Linked DNA regions of Sus scrofa: region 2 is linked to region 1. The links are chromatin contacts, called in public HiChIP or PLAC-seq maps. All regions are on one chromosome and are shown on one strand. Each heading gives the region's core, a stretch centred on a gene start, on an enhancer-like site or on the middle of the called end of the contact. The rest is flanking DNA. Distances are from core to core; before and after follow the strand shown. Region 1 overlaps ABHD17B (abhydrolase domain containing 17B). Region 2 overlaps C1H9orf85.

The links. HiChIP or PLAC-seq counts read pairs in DNA pulled down with a chosen protein or histone mark.
Region 2: a contact with region 1 is called in an H3K27ac HiChIP or PLAC-seq map of alveolar macrophages. The contact joins two enhancer-like sites. A contact is called at or near these places in 3 of 47 Hi-C or Micro-C datasets (embryonic fibroblasts, epiblast stem cells and skeletal muscle) and 1 of 2 datasets of contacts at active chromatin or transcription factors (alveolar macrophages).

The regions. Positions count from the first base shown.
Region 1 is chr1:225,166,611-225,172,890 of Sscrofa11.1, reverse strand. All of the region lies in intron 1 of ABHD17B (abhydrolase domain containing 17B), which reads left to right. Among named protein-coding and RNA genes, the nearest start is that of ABHD17B, 24 kb to the left of the region's middle. Within about 2 kb of position 4,665, at least 3 of the 83 cell types and tissues checked have an H3K27ac peak or open chromatin away from gene starts, as enhancers often do. A contact at or near this core is called in alveolar macrophages, where this site is marked.
Region 2 is chr1:225,240,046-225,246,344 of Sscrofa11.1, reverse strand. The region is part of intron 3 of C1H9orf85; the gene reads right to left. Among named protein-coding and RNA genes, the nearest start is that of C1H9orf85, 50 kb to the right of the region's middle. Within about 2 kb of position 4,959, at least 5 of the 83 cell types and tissues checked have an H3K27ac peak or open chromatin away from gene starts, as enhancers often do. A contact at or near this core is called in alveolar macrophages, where this site is marked.

The sequences.
Region 1 (6,280 bases), core at 3,416-5,915:
TTTTTTTTTTTTTTTTTTTTTTTTTGGCTTTTTGCTATTTCTTTGGGCCGCTCCCGCGGCATATGGAGGTTCCTAGGCTAGGGGTCTAATCGGAGCTGTAGCCACTGGCCTACGCCAGAGCCACAGCAACGCAGGATCCGAGCCGCGTCTGCAACCTACACCACAGCTCACGGCAATGCCGGATCGTTAACCCACTGAGCAAGAGCAGGGACCGAACCCGCAACCTCATGGTTCCTAGTCGGATTCGTTAACCACTGCGCCACGACGGGAACTCCAGAAATAGAAATTTAAGTGTTGAAGCAAATATCCAAAGATTTCCTAGACAATTTACATATTTGAAAAGCACTGAAATATATCACTTTTTCCCATGTAACCAGTAAAATTTGTCTTTTTTAAGCAGTGACTTCAGAATCCTCAGAAAAGAACAATAAGGCTATGAATTTATAAATGCTAGTCCAGATTTTATTTACTTTTTTGGTCATCTGGTGGCCAAGACCACTTCCTTCCTCTTGCCCCAGGTATATGTTGTAACATTCTGAACCAAAAAAAGACTTTTTTTTTTTTCGTGCAATTTTGGATTTTTAAATTTTATTTGGTTTGTTTTCTATTTTTGTGTATAAAAATGGGAAGGTCTTTCATCCTTGTTTTTCTTTTTCCACTGATCTTATTATACTCTCTCCATGTTCGTACTGTAGCAAAACATTTCACTCCCACACACTAATCTTTACTCAGTGATTACAAGCATGGACTCTGGATCAAACTGCTAAATATGGTGATCTTGGAGACACTAAACTTCTTGGTTTCCTCATCTGTAAATTGGGTTGGTGGGGAGGATGACATCTCTTTATTTGGGTTGTTACGAGGATTATTTATGAAGTTTTTTTTTTTTTTAAGATCTAGCTATGTAAATATATTGATAAATAAGCACTCGCTTGGTTTTTAATAACCTAGCAAAATACCATACCTGCAGATGTGTGAAATAGGAATCTTTCACCCCCTCATCAACACCTGCACCCCTTTCCCCACATTATCTGTCACCAGCCTACCCCCCCCAATAAAACTCATTAACTATAACTTGCTAAATATAACTTAACATGCTTATTTAGGTACTTTGTTTTTAGTTGGGAGACCGAAAATCTCTGAATCTTTTCACATTATGTATTTCTTCATTCTTTTTCGTGGAAGATTGAATCTGAAACTTATGACAAAAGATGAGTTTTAAAGTTTTAGAATGAGAAGAAATCTTAATACCTAGTTCAAACTTATCATTTTATAGGAAAGAAAAATTGGGTATAAAGAGACTGATTTCCCCTATATTCACCAACTTTTTAGTTTCTGGACTATACGGTACTTACTAGTAGAATTTACTGGGTAGAATCCCTAATTGTATTACTGGACCAAATAGTTAAAGCTGTACCATGTTCTTGAATATTTGTAAAGTAACTTCTGTTCCCACTGAAGATGGTAAATAGAATACACTTTTTTGTTCCTAGGCAGAGGTAGATGGATATGTTTGAGAAACTTTGAGACTTGAAATTGACTCTCAAGTAAAGTTACCTTATCCCCTGAAATCCTCCTTTTTTCATAGAGTTCCAAGCCTGCAGCTATTTAGTAGTAGTATTCAGACTAGAAGTCTCCTGAGTCAGCATACTTACACACATATAAAGGAAACAATTTAGATCTTTGCCTCTTCACTGACTCTTCATATTTATGAAAACTCTAGTAGCATGAAAATCAAAGATGAACAAACAGAAGGAACAGACATTATCTGAAAATACAAATGGACAAGAACAACAAAAATTTGGCTCTATTAGTATTCTAAGAGAGATTTCAGAGGGTACTGCACCCAAGGAGTAGTTATAATGTTAGAGTTGTACACTCTGGGAGTTCCCGTCGTGGCGCAGTGGTTGGCGAATCCGGCTGGGAACCATGAGGTTGCAGGTTCGGTCCCTGGCCTTGCTCAGTGGGTTGAGGATATGGCGTTGCCGTGAGCTGTGGTGTGGGTTGCGGATGCGGCTTGGGTCCCTCGTTGCTGTGGCTCTGAAGTAGGCCCGTGGCTATAGCTCAGGTTAGACCCCTAGCCTGGGAACCTCCATGTGCTGCAGGTGAGGCCTTAGAAAAGGCAAAAAGACAAAAAAAAAAAAAAAAAAATCATATCGGTATTAGAAATCAACTTTGGTGGCATTCCTGTTATGGAGGGAAAAATGAATCTGACAAGTATCCATGAGGATGTTGGTTTGATCCTTGGCCTCACTCAGTGGGCTAAGGATCCGGTGTTATCTTGAACTGCAGTGCAGGTTGCAGATGCAGCTTGGATACCATGTTGCTATGGCTGTGGCGTGGGCCAGTAGCTACAGCTCTGGATTTGACCCCTATCCTGGGAACTTACATATGCAGTGGGTGTGACCCTAAAAAAAAAAAAAAAAAAAAAAGGCACTTAAATGCAAAAGTAATTGTATAGCCAACAACAATGGTATTTGATTACATAGGGAGCCAGTAGAAACTTAAAGTTGATGGAACAAGAAATGGATATTCAAATATAATATTTAAAGTTATATAGGCGTTTCCTTGTTGTGTAGCAAATTAAGGATGCAGCTTGTCAGTGTAGCAGCTTGAGTCATTGCTGCATAACAAGTTTGATCCCTGGCCCAGGAACTTCCACATGCCACAGGTGAGGCCCCCCCCCAAATAATAAAGTTATAAAATTAACCAACAAAAACTTAAAAAGTCAGAATGAGCATAAAAGGGAGAAAGTAGGGTAAATTCTCTGAATCTTTCATAATAATGATATATCATGATAGAAGATAAATATATGAGTGTGGTATTAATCATCCAGATCTAAAAGCAAATGACCTGAAGTCATAATTTCTTATTGAACCTGGTTTGGGTTTGAATTTGGGGTGGGGTTAGGGAAGAGTCTTCTTTGTTTTCAGTCTTCATTTTTATCCATTCATACAAGCGTGTGGTTAAGGATCCAAATGATTCTATACAATTTGAAAATTAGCAAGCTCAGGCCCCCATCTCCTTGATATCCTTTCCCAGGTAATACTAACTTTGTTTTGAAGGATTCTTTTGATGTTTACCTCCATATCTCTACATAACAATATTATATTGCTACATCTTACATGTTGACATCCCACATTAGAAGGCCCTCTACTGCAATACACATCCTTCTCATTCCTACAACATCCTGGTATAACTTCCCTTTGTATCATTGGATCTGTCTTTCAAATTAGTCTGATTCCTTAGAAAAGATTTCCTTCAATGTAAACCTCTGGTCTTCTGAGTTGGAAAGTGTCTTAAGGAATAGGGAACTGAAGTCTTTTTTTTACCATGGGATGGAGCAGCTTGATGTAGAAGCCAGGCCACAGTGAAAAGTACCAAATCCTAACCACTAGACCACTAGGGAACTTCCCATGGAACTGAATTCTTTTTTTTTTTTTTGTCTATTTCTTTGGGCCGCTCCCACGGCATATGGAGGTTCCCAGGCTAGGGGTCGAATCGGAGCTGTAGCCACCGGCCTATGCCAGAGCCACAGCAACGCGGGATCTGAGCCGAGTCTGCAACCTACACCATAGCTCACGGCAACGCCGGATCGTTAACCCTCTGAGCAAGAGCAGGGACCTAACCCGCAACCTCATGGTTCCTAGTCGGATTCGTTAACCACTGCGCCACGATGGGAACTCCACATTTTGTTTTTTAACTTCCTATGTCGTTTGACTTTTCTTAAGCCCCATGTCTTGTAATACCTTTATCATTACAGTATTGCTTTTTTTTTTTTTTTTTTTTTTTTTTTTTGGCTGCACCCGCAGCATATGGAAGTTGACTCCTGGGAGTTCCCATCCTGGCGCAGTGGAAACAAATCCAACTAGGAACCGTGAGATTGAGGGTTTGATCCCTGGCCTCGCTCAGTGGGTTAAGGATCCAGCATTGCCTTGAGCTGTGGTGTAGGTTGCAGATGTGGCTCGGATCCCAAGTTGCTGTGGCTCTGGTGTAGGCTGGTGGCTATAGCTCTGATTAGACCCCTAGCCTGGGAACCTCCATATGCCGTGGGAGCGGCCCAAGAAATAGCAACAACAACAACAACAACAAAAAGACAAAAGACAAAAAAAAAAAAAAAAACAGATTTTAAGTGTTTGGAATACTCTATGGGCTATGTTCAGAAATTAGCTGATAATCACACATGTTCCTATAGTTTCTTACAGTTTACTTGCAACTCCAGCATGCAAGGAACTTTTCAAAAATATTGAATTCCTTTGACACATCAAAAGCATGCATTAAAATATATAGATAGCTTAATTGATTTGCATTCCTCATTTTAAATAAAATGACTCTTACATTAAAATTGGATTAGAAGTTGTAATATTGTTGCGAAGATAGTAGTCTTCTAAAATGGTATTGTGTAGGTTACCTCATTTAGTTGAACAGAATCTATAAAAATAGCTTATATGTACTTCAATAGAAAGACTGAAAAGGAGGGCGCTTCAACATTTAAAGCTAGTATGGATGTGAAGCATGAAAGCTCTGATTCTGTATTGCCTGGAATTAAAAGGTTTTATTAGTTTAGCACTGCCTGGTAGGATTTTCTGCAATAATAGAATTGCTCATTTTGCACTGTGCAGTTTGGTGGCAACTAAGTAACATGTGGCTGGTGTGACTAAGGAACTGAGTAATAACTTCACATAGCCGTTTGTGGTTAGTGGCTCCTATATTAGATAATGCAGTAAATATTATGTATTAAGAAACTAAGAGGAAACATAAGTATAGAAATGGCTACATGGACCTATGTAAGACTTCTGAGATTAATTAGTTTGCTTGGGATAGGTTATAGGCTTTTTAGCCTTAATTTCCATCTTCTACAATATTGTTATAGATCTACTAATTTCCTCACTTCTGAGTCTTACTGTTTAACTAATTTACTAAACAACAACAACAAAAAGTCATAACTAACACTAAGGTTGAGGCTATTTTGGTACTTCTGGTAGGCCTCATGTTTAACCCCAAATTTTGTTCATGTTTAACCCCAACTCTTCTCACAATAGGAAAGAAAATTTATTTTGACGTTGCCCAGTACAATTTGTCAAATTGAGAAATTCCTAACTCTCTCTTTAAAAGTAACTGAATGATTCCTTAAGAGAAGAAAATGGTTTGCCAAATTTCTCCTTTCAATTTGAAATATTAAAAAAATATTTTAAAAAGTGCTTTTAAAATTTTCCCCTAAGTTTTTAAATTTCTATTCTCAAGTGGCATAACCTGTTGGTTCTGTGCCTTCAGAGTTTAGTTTTCCTGGTGGTCACCCAGTCAGGTCCTTTGATCTCAAAAATAGTGGAGTTCTCTTGCTGATTCTTTAGTGATCTGAAAGAAGAAATAAATAAAACCTGTCCCAAAGGGACAAGAGGTGCAGAGGCTATATTTCTATGTAAGACATGTACAGATGAGAAAATAAGTTAGAGTTCTCTTGTGCCACCGCTGGTTAAGGATCCAGCATTGTTGCTGCTGTGGTGCAGGTTTAGTCCCTGGCCCAGGAACTTCCACATACCACAGGCCGCCAATATATATATATATGTTAAAACAACATCATACTAAACACCTAGTTTCTAAGTAACAGAAATATTTTTTATAAATGTTTTGGATGCTCTGTCTTAACTAAAAAGTAAGCATGTTGCCAAACTTATATAATGGTGAATATTCAGCTTCTCTATATGCACTAAACTCTGTAATATATTTGGCTCTCTAACAATCATAACATACATGCTTTCATTCTTTGTTGTACTTTGGTAAAAATGCTGCTGCAGATTACATACTGGATCTTAGGGTGGCAGTGCCTAACTCAGTTGGTGCCCTCCAAGGATACCAAAATGAGTGTAATTTCCTTGCTTTGGTATTGCTACATTTCTAGGCTATTGAGCTGTATGTGATTGACCCCCTTTTTATAGTAGCATTTGGATTAGTCATTAGGGATATATTAGGCTCATGGCCCCTTCGTATAGAACTAATCTAAAATTTGATGTTTTTTCCCCCTCCACTTTCTTAGTTGAATATCTTCTGTACCATCACTTCTGACTTTATTCTGATCTTTGCTACTTCTTGTTCTCAATAATCAAACATCTACCTCATTTATCCATTTCTGGTGTTAGGCAGTCTCTGCTATAGATCTAATTTTATTTTGGTTTTTTTCTGTTTTCTTCTGTCCATTTATCTTTTTTTTAAAAAATCAGGCATTAATTTTTATAAAGATAGACAATAAAAATGGGTTGTTTTATGGTAGCAAACAGACCAA
Region 2 (6,299 bases), core at 3,710-6,209, 73 kb before region 1:
TATTTGTAATTCTAGGCTAGGCAAAGATTTAATTATGACAAAACTATGATCAGCAAACCCTGATAAGTTAGACAGATCTTCACCAAAATATTTCTCCACTTCAAAAGACACTATTAAGAAAATGAAAAAATAAGTCAGAGGTTGGCAGAAAATATCTGCAAAATGCATACCTGATAAAAGATTTGTATTCACAATATATAAAGAACTCTTAAAAACTGAGTAATAATTAAAACAAAGTAACTCAATAAAGTCATGAAGTAAAGACATGAACAGAAAAAAAGAAATAAGGATGCAAAATGACCACATGAATGGATGCTTAGCACCACTGGTCATCAATGAAATGCAAATTAAAATCACAATGAGATACAGCTATTCACTTATGGCTAAAATAGAACAAAACAAAACTTAAAAAAAAAACAAAACCCTGACAGTCCTAAATACTAAGGATGCAGAACATCTGGTTCTTTCATGCACTGCTAGTCTCAATGTAAATGATACAGCCAATATGGAAAATAGTTTGCCAGTTTCTTATGAACATAACCTTAACATACAACCCTGTAACCTCACTGCTAGATGTTTTTTTCTCAAGAGAAGTGAAACCATACATTCACGCAAAACCCTGTGCATGAACGTTTATGGCAGTATAGTTCACAATCACCAAAAACTTATAAAACCTAAATGTCCATCAACCAATGAATGAAGAAATGGGTATATAACTCAGCAATAAAATGGGCTTAACCACTGATTAACTCAATAGTGCAGATAAATCTCAAATCTGCTAAGTTAAAGAAGCCAGCCTCAAAAGACTATCTAACACATGATTCCGTATATATAACATTCTCCAAAAAAGTAAAAGTATAGGGAAAGAAAAGAGGTCACTGTTTGCCAGGGACTAGGAATGAGGTAGAAGGAACTAAAAAGAGTTCTACAAAAGAATACAAAGAACTACAAAGGAATGTTTGGGGGGTAACAGCAGTGTATTTTAATTATGGTCTCACAACTGAATTCATTTCTCAAAACTTATAAAACTGTTGTTAAAAACAACAGGTCCCCAAATTCAGTTACTTAATCTAAGCACCAAATCACCAAAGTGAGACGATTTTAGTTTTGGCCTTCCAGAAAAGGAATTTTAAACCAATCAGGAATAATCTGACTAGCTAGATAATCTGATTCTTAGACTCCTGCCACCCTGGCAAAGGAAACCAACCTTGCAATAACAAACCTGCTTTTTTGCCTAATGTAACTTTCTGGATCCCGCTTTCTTCTGCTTCAGCCTTTCAATATTCTATAGCTCCTCAGAGCTTCTTTCCATCTGCTAAATTGGATAAAGCCAATAAGATCTGTAAAATTCACTCATCTGATTTTTGTTTTTTACACTGTACACTGCAAAGGGTAAATTTACTGTATGTAAGAGACTTGACTGGGAAAAACAAATCAGAATTTAAAAAAAAATACTCTTCAAATACAAAGTGAAAATACTTTCAAAAATTTTTTTTATTTAGTTACTTGGTATGTTTGTGTTTTGACTTTCCAAACAGCTTTACTTAATCACTGCAATAAAAATTAGGTTAAAAGTTTATGTCCTTAGAACACACAGTGGAGTTGCCATAATGGCTCAGTGGTAATGAACCCAACTAGTACCCATGAGGATGCACGTTTAATCCCTGGCCTTGTTCAGTGGGTTAAGGATCTGGCATTGCTGTGGCTATTGTGTAGACAAGCACGTGCACCTAACCTGGGAATTTTCATATGCCTCGGTACAGCCCTAGAAAGACAAAAAAAAAAAAAAAAAAAGAACACACACAATATTCTAAAATCCATATGGATTAGGAAAAATTTCAGAGTATTTTTTGCCTTCAATTTTTTTAAGTTTTTAAATAATTTTAAAGAAAGTCTGTCCTGGATAGGTTCCTCTGAGGCTTCAAAGAAATTCATTTCTAAGAATATGTTTTTTAATAACAGAAACTCTTGGGATAAACCAATCCTTAGGTATTCACATTGCTAATTCAGGGATAAAAGCTTATTTACAGAACTGTTAATGTTAAAATTCTATGCAAATGTTGTTTAATAACAGAAACTCTTGGGATAAACCAGTCCTTAGGTATTCAAATTACTAATTCAGGAATAAAACTGTATTTATAGAACTGTTAATGTTAAAATTTACATTCAAAATAGGCTCAAAAATGGGATATCCTGTTTTGGAATGTGGAGTGAAAAGATAACAGATTCTTCTAGCTCATCTAATCCTCAAAACAGTGACTTTTAACACTGGCTCAAACACCTACTACATAGCTTATTGAAATGCAGACTCCTTGGCTCTACCCATTATTTACATAATCAGAATCTTGGGGATGGGTCCCAAGAATCTGTTAACAAACTTTTCAAGAAATTCTCATGTACATTACCACTTGAGAGCTTCTGACCAGATCAAAGTACTACTGCCTTGACGGGGGTTTTCAGTGTTCTTAAAACTGGTTGAGAAGAGAAAGATTCTGTTCCTGAAAGCAATTATGCTCTTTCCAAATTTAAACTCATTCTGAAAAGCAGGTTGTATTCATTCTAAAAAATAGGTTATAGCTCTGTGAATATAAATATACCTATCTTATAAGGAGATGCAAAACAAACACACATTTAAAAAATTACACACTTCCAATCCCTATGGCAAAACAATCTGAAAAAGAATGGATGTATAACAGATGGACTTTGCTATACACTTGAAATTAATACAACATTGTAAGTCAACTATATGCCAATAATTTTTTAATTAAAAATAAAATTGGAAATAAAATATAAAATACAGAAAAATGCTAATATTTCTATATCCAGGTAGTTATATTATAGCTGATTTATATTTTCCTATTGTACACTTTTCTGTATTCCTTAATTTTTTATGACATTCACTGTTTTTAATAAACAAGAAAAAATAATAAAAATGACATCTGGTATGGAAAAATAAATAAAATTACTTTTTTCCTTTTTATAAATGTATCATGTTTGTGAAAAGGTAAATAATGTACATTTTTAGATGTTTATAACCTTCCAGTTTCTCTGTCACAGAAGTGAGATCTTTGTGCACCTTTGCTTTCAAACCTCTTAATTTAGGTTTTATGTCTTCATGGGGAACAGAGTGAGAGAAAGTCTGAAAGTAATTGAGTTTCAGCCTTTTATTTTTTTCACCTAAATATATCACATTTGTCTAGACAAAGAATCGTGATCTTAAGCATGGAATGGTTTAGATGTTATTTTAATGATAAGAGATATACATTGAGATTGTCATAAAACTTGTGCAGTATCTTGAAACATCTTTAAAAATAGCTGTAAATTATTTAATCACTCCTGAGTGTTTTTTCTTACAAAATGCGTAGTAAGGAAAAACTTGAAATTCACCTAAATATAAATTTTACCTCATTTCCCCTGAAAATGGCTATGTTTTGAATATTTTGTGAGCCCATTACTAAAAGTACTCCAGAGATGTTAAGTAATGGTGGTTTTGCTTTCTTTTCATTTCTCCATGGAATACGATTCCCAGAAACAATGCATCTTGACTATGCATATATCACAACTAATCATTTTAATGAAAACTGTGGTCAAATCAAAACACAGGACACTCCTATAAACCAAGTTTGCTGATAAAGAAGACAGTAGTACACTTTTTTAAAAATGTCACCACATTTACTTCCTTGATATATACATATCACTGAAAGTCATTTTATTTGAGTCTCATTCTTTATAATGGACACTAAAAGTGCTGGCAAGTTAACATAGAACATAAAACAAAGACAGTGGCACTAAACTGTACTAGTAATCACTGTATTTGTCACCTCCACAAACTAAATTAAATAACAAAAATGAAAAATGAAAACCCACAGACTTTTTGATGACACCCTTTGTATTAGCATGACCTTTTTATAATGTTTAATAAAAACACAGCAACATTTGGAAGATCTGTATCACTCAGTGAACTAATATTTTCCAAATGAGCAAATGTATGATGTTACAAAATCACGCATGAATGAAGATCCAATCCAGTGCAAGACAGACCAATGAATTTTAGTATAATAAAGTGTTCATTAATGTGGTTTCAAATTCTTCATTTAACTAATCTTTAGGAAGTTACCCCTCTGATATCATATCAAAGATGAATCTCTGCAATTATCTGGAAAAGACTACTTTTTATTTTTTTAATTTATTTTTATGGCCACCCCCGTGGCATATGGAAGTTCCTGAGCAAGGCGTCAAGTCTGAGTTTCAGTTGAGGCCTACCCCACAGCTACAACAATGCTGGATCCAAGCCCTCACTGAGTGAGGACAGGGATCAAACCTGTATCCTCAAGGACACTATGGCAGGTTCTTAACCCACTGAGCCACAACAGGAACCCCTTGGAAAAGATTATTAAAATTTACTTTTACTCTTTATATTGTTTCCTTTTCCTTCTACCACTCAGACATTAATGAAATTAATAAAAATATAAAACAATTCCACTTGTCTCACTAACATTTTTGTTTCAAAAGTTATTTTTTATAAAAAGTTATATTAATACTTAGTGGGCATGTTGCTTATGTTTAAATCATTTATTAAATAATTATTTTTAAAATGTCTCAGCTTTTATATCTAATACAATAATTTATATCAATTTAAATTAGATATAACCCATTAAAAATATATAAATGAAGTTATCTGGGGTCCTCAGTAATCCTTCAGAATATAAAGAGGTCCTGAGAACAAAAGTATTGAGAACCACTGATCTAGACAATAAAGACCAGCAGGAAAAGAACTGATCTTATATTTCTAGTATTTCTACAAGTACTCTGCCACAACTTTTCTGGCACTGCCTTCATTTCCTGGTTATATTATTACATTTTAACCTTTATCATAATTCAGCTCCACTCATAATACTCTCACATGTGATTACTATGTGCTTTCGTAAACAGTGAGCTGTGGTACTCCACCCTCGATGTACAAGAAACAGAAACTCACATTGACAAAGTTCTATAAAGTGACATTTCCTACAGTGACTCTAAGTAGTCTGTGCTAACACAGAAAGATCCTGAAACCATACTAAGGAATTGTATCACATGCTACTTAGGAAATGCTTTTAAGGAAACAATGTCCTCAAATTCCAAGAACTCTGGGTAGAAGTTCATTCAGTTCCTTGTGTTCCTAAATGATCAATGTGAAAATAATTTAAGAGATTTTACTGACTCCATTACTACAGTAGATTTGATTAAAATAATTCTTAAAAGAGTATAAAATATTCACCTGTGAGCAAGAGTAACTTAGAATAAAAGAAAAAATGGAAATTACTGCTCAAAATTACTACTTGGAGCAGGCAATTTTAAATCAAAGCTTGTTGTAGCAATCAATATTAAAGTCAAAAAGTAGGCTTTCTGCAGAGGTACACAATGGAAAACAGCGGTGAAAACTCTCCACTTTTACATTTAAATATTAAGAACCCAGTCTTTGGATAAGAATTAAAGCCAGGGTTTATGGTCATTATACTAAGATATGACATAAAGTGTCTAAAACTACACTCTAGGACATTTTAATACTCCTGGAATGTGGTGACATGACTCTTACATCACTGATTAACCATCAGAGCCTCAAACTATGATAAGAAATGCTGGAGCTAAAGAGATAAACCAAAGAGGCCAAGCTTTCTCTCTCTCCCTCTCTCTCCCTCTCTGTGTGTGTGTGTGTATATTATATATATATAATATATATATAATTATATATATATATAATTGCCACAAAGAGGGACTGATCATATTTTAGTATGTAACAATGTTTACTTTTGTTTGATAAAATGGACCAAAAAAATAGTGAATGAAACACTTTTTAAGGCTAGAAATCCAACCACTGAACCAAAATTCTGTCTTGTTTTCCCTTTATTAAATGTATATACAAAGCAGATAGAGAATCTTCTTTTTGAAAAGCAACATTGATTAATGTTTATGAATCACCAGGATTATGTAGCAAGAGGAAAGAAAATCTAACAAGAGCAAATGAATGAACAAATTACAGCTTATGTGGCACCCCAAGACAAGACACATAAAGAGAGCTCAAGAGTATCTTCATTGTCCATCAAAGGACACAGGGGGTTCTTGTTCATTCTCCCTCCATTCCCTTGTGCCTTATTCATAGGGTTTCCTGTAAACACTGTTTATAGCAGTCTTCTACCTTTTCTAGTCTGTCCAAGAGTAATCTGTGGGGCCATCTCTCCTAAAAGATCGTAAATCTCTGTGTATCAGAGTTTTGGTATCTTTTATAATGCACAGCACAGTGTCTTTTACATTGAAGT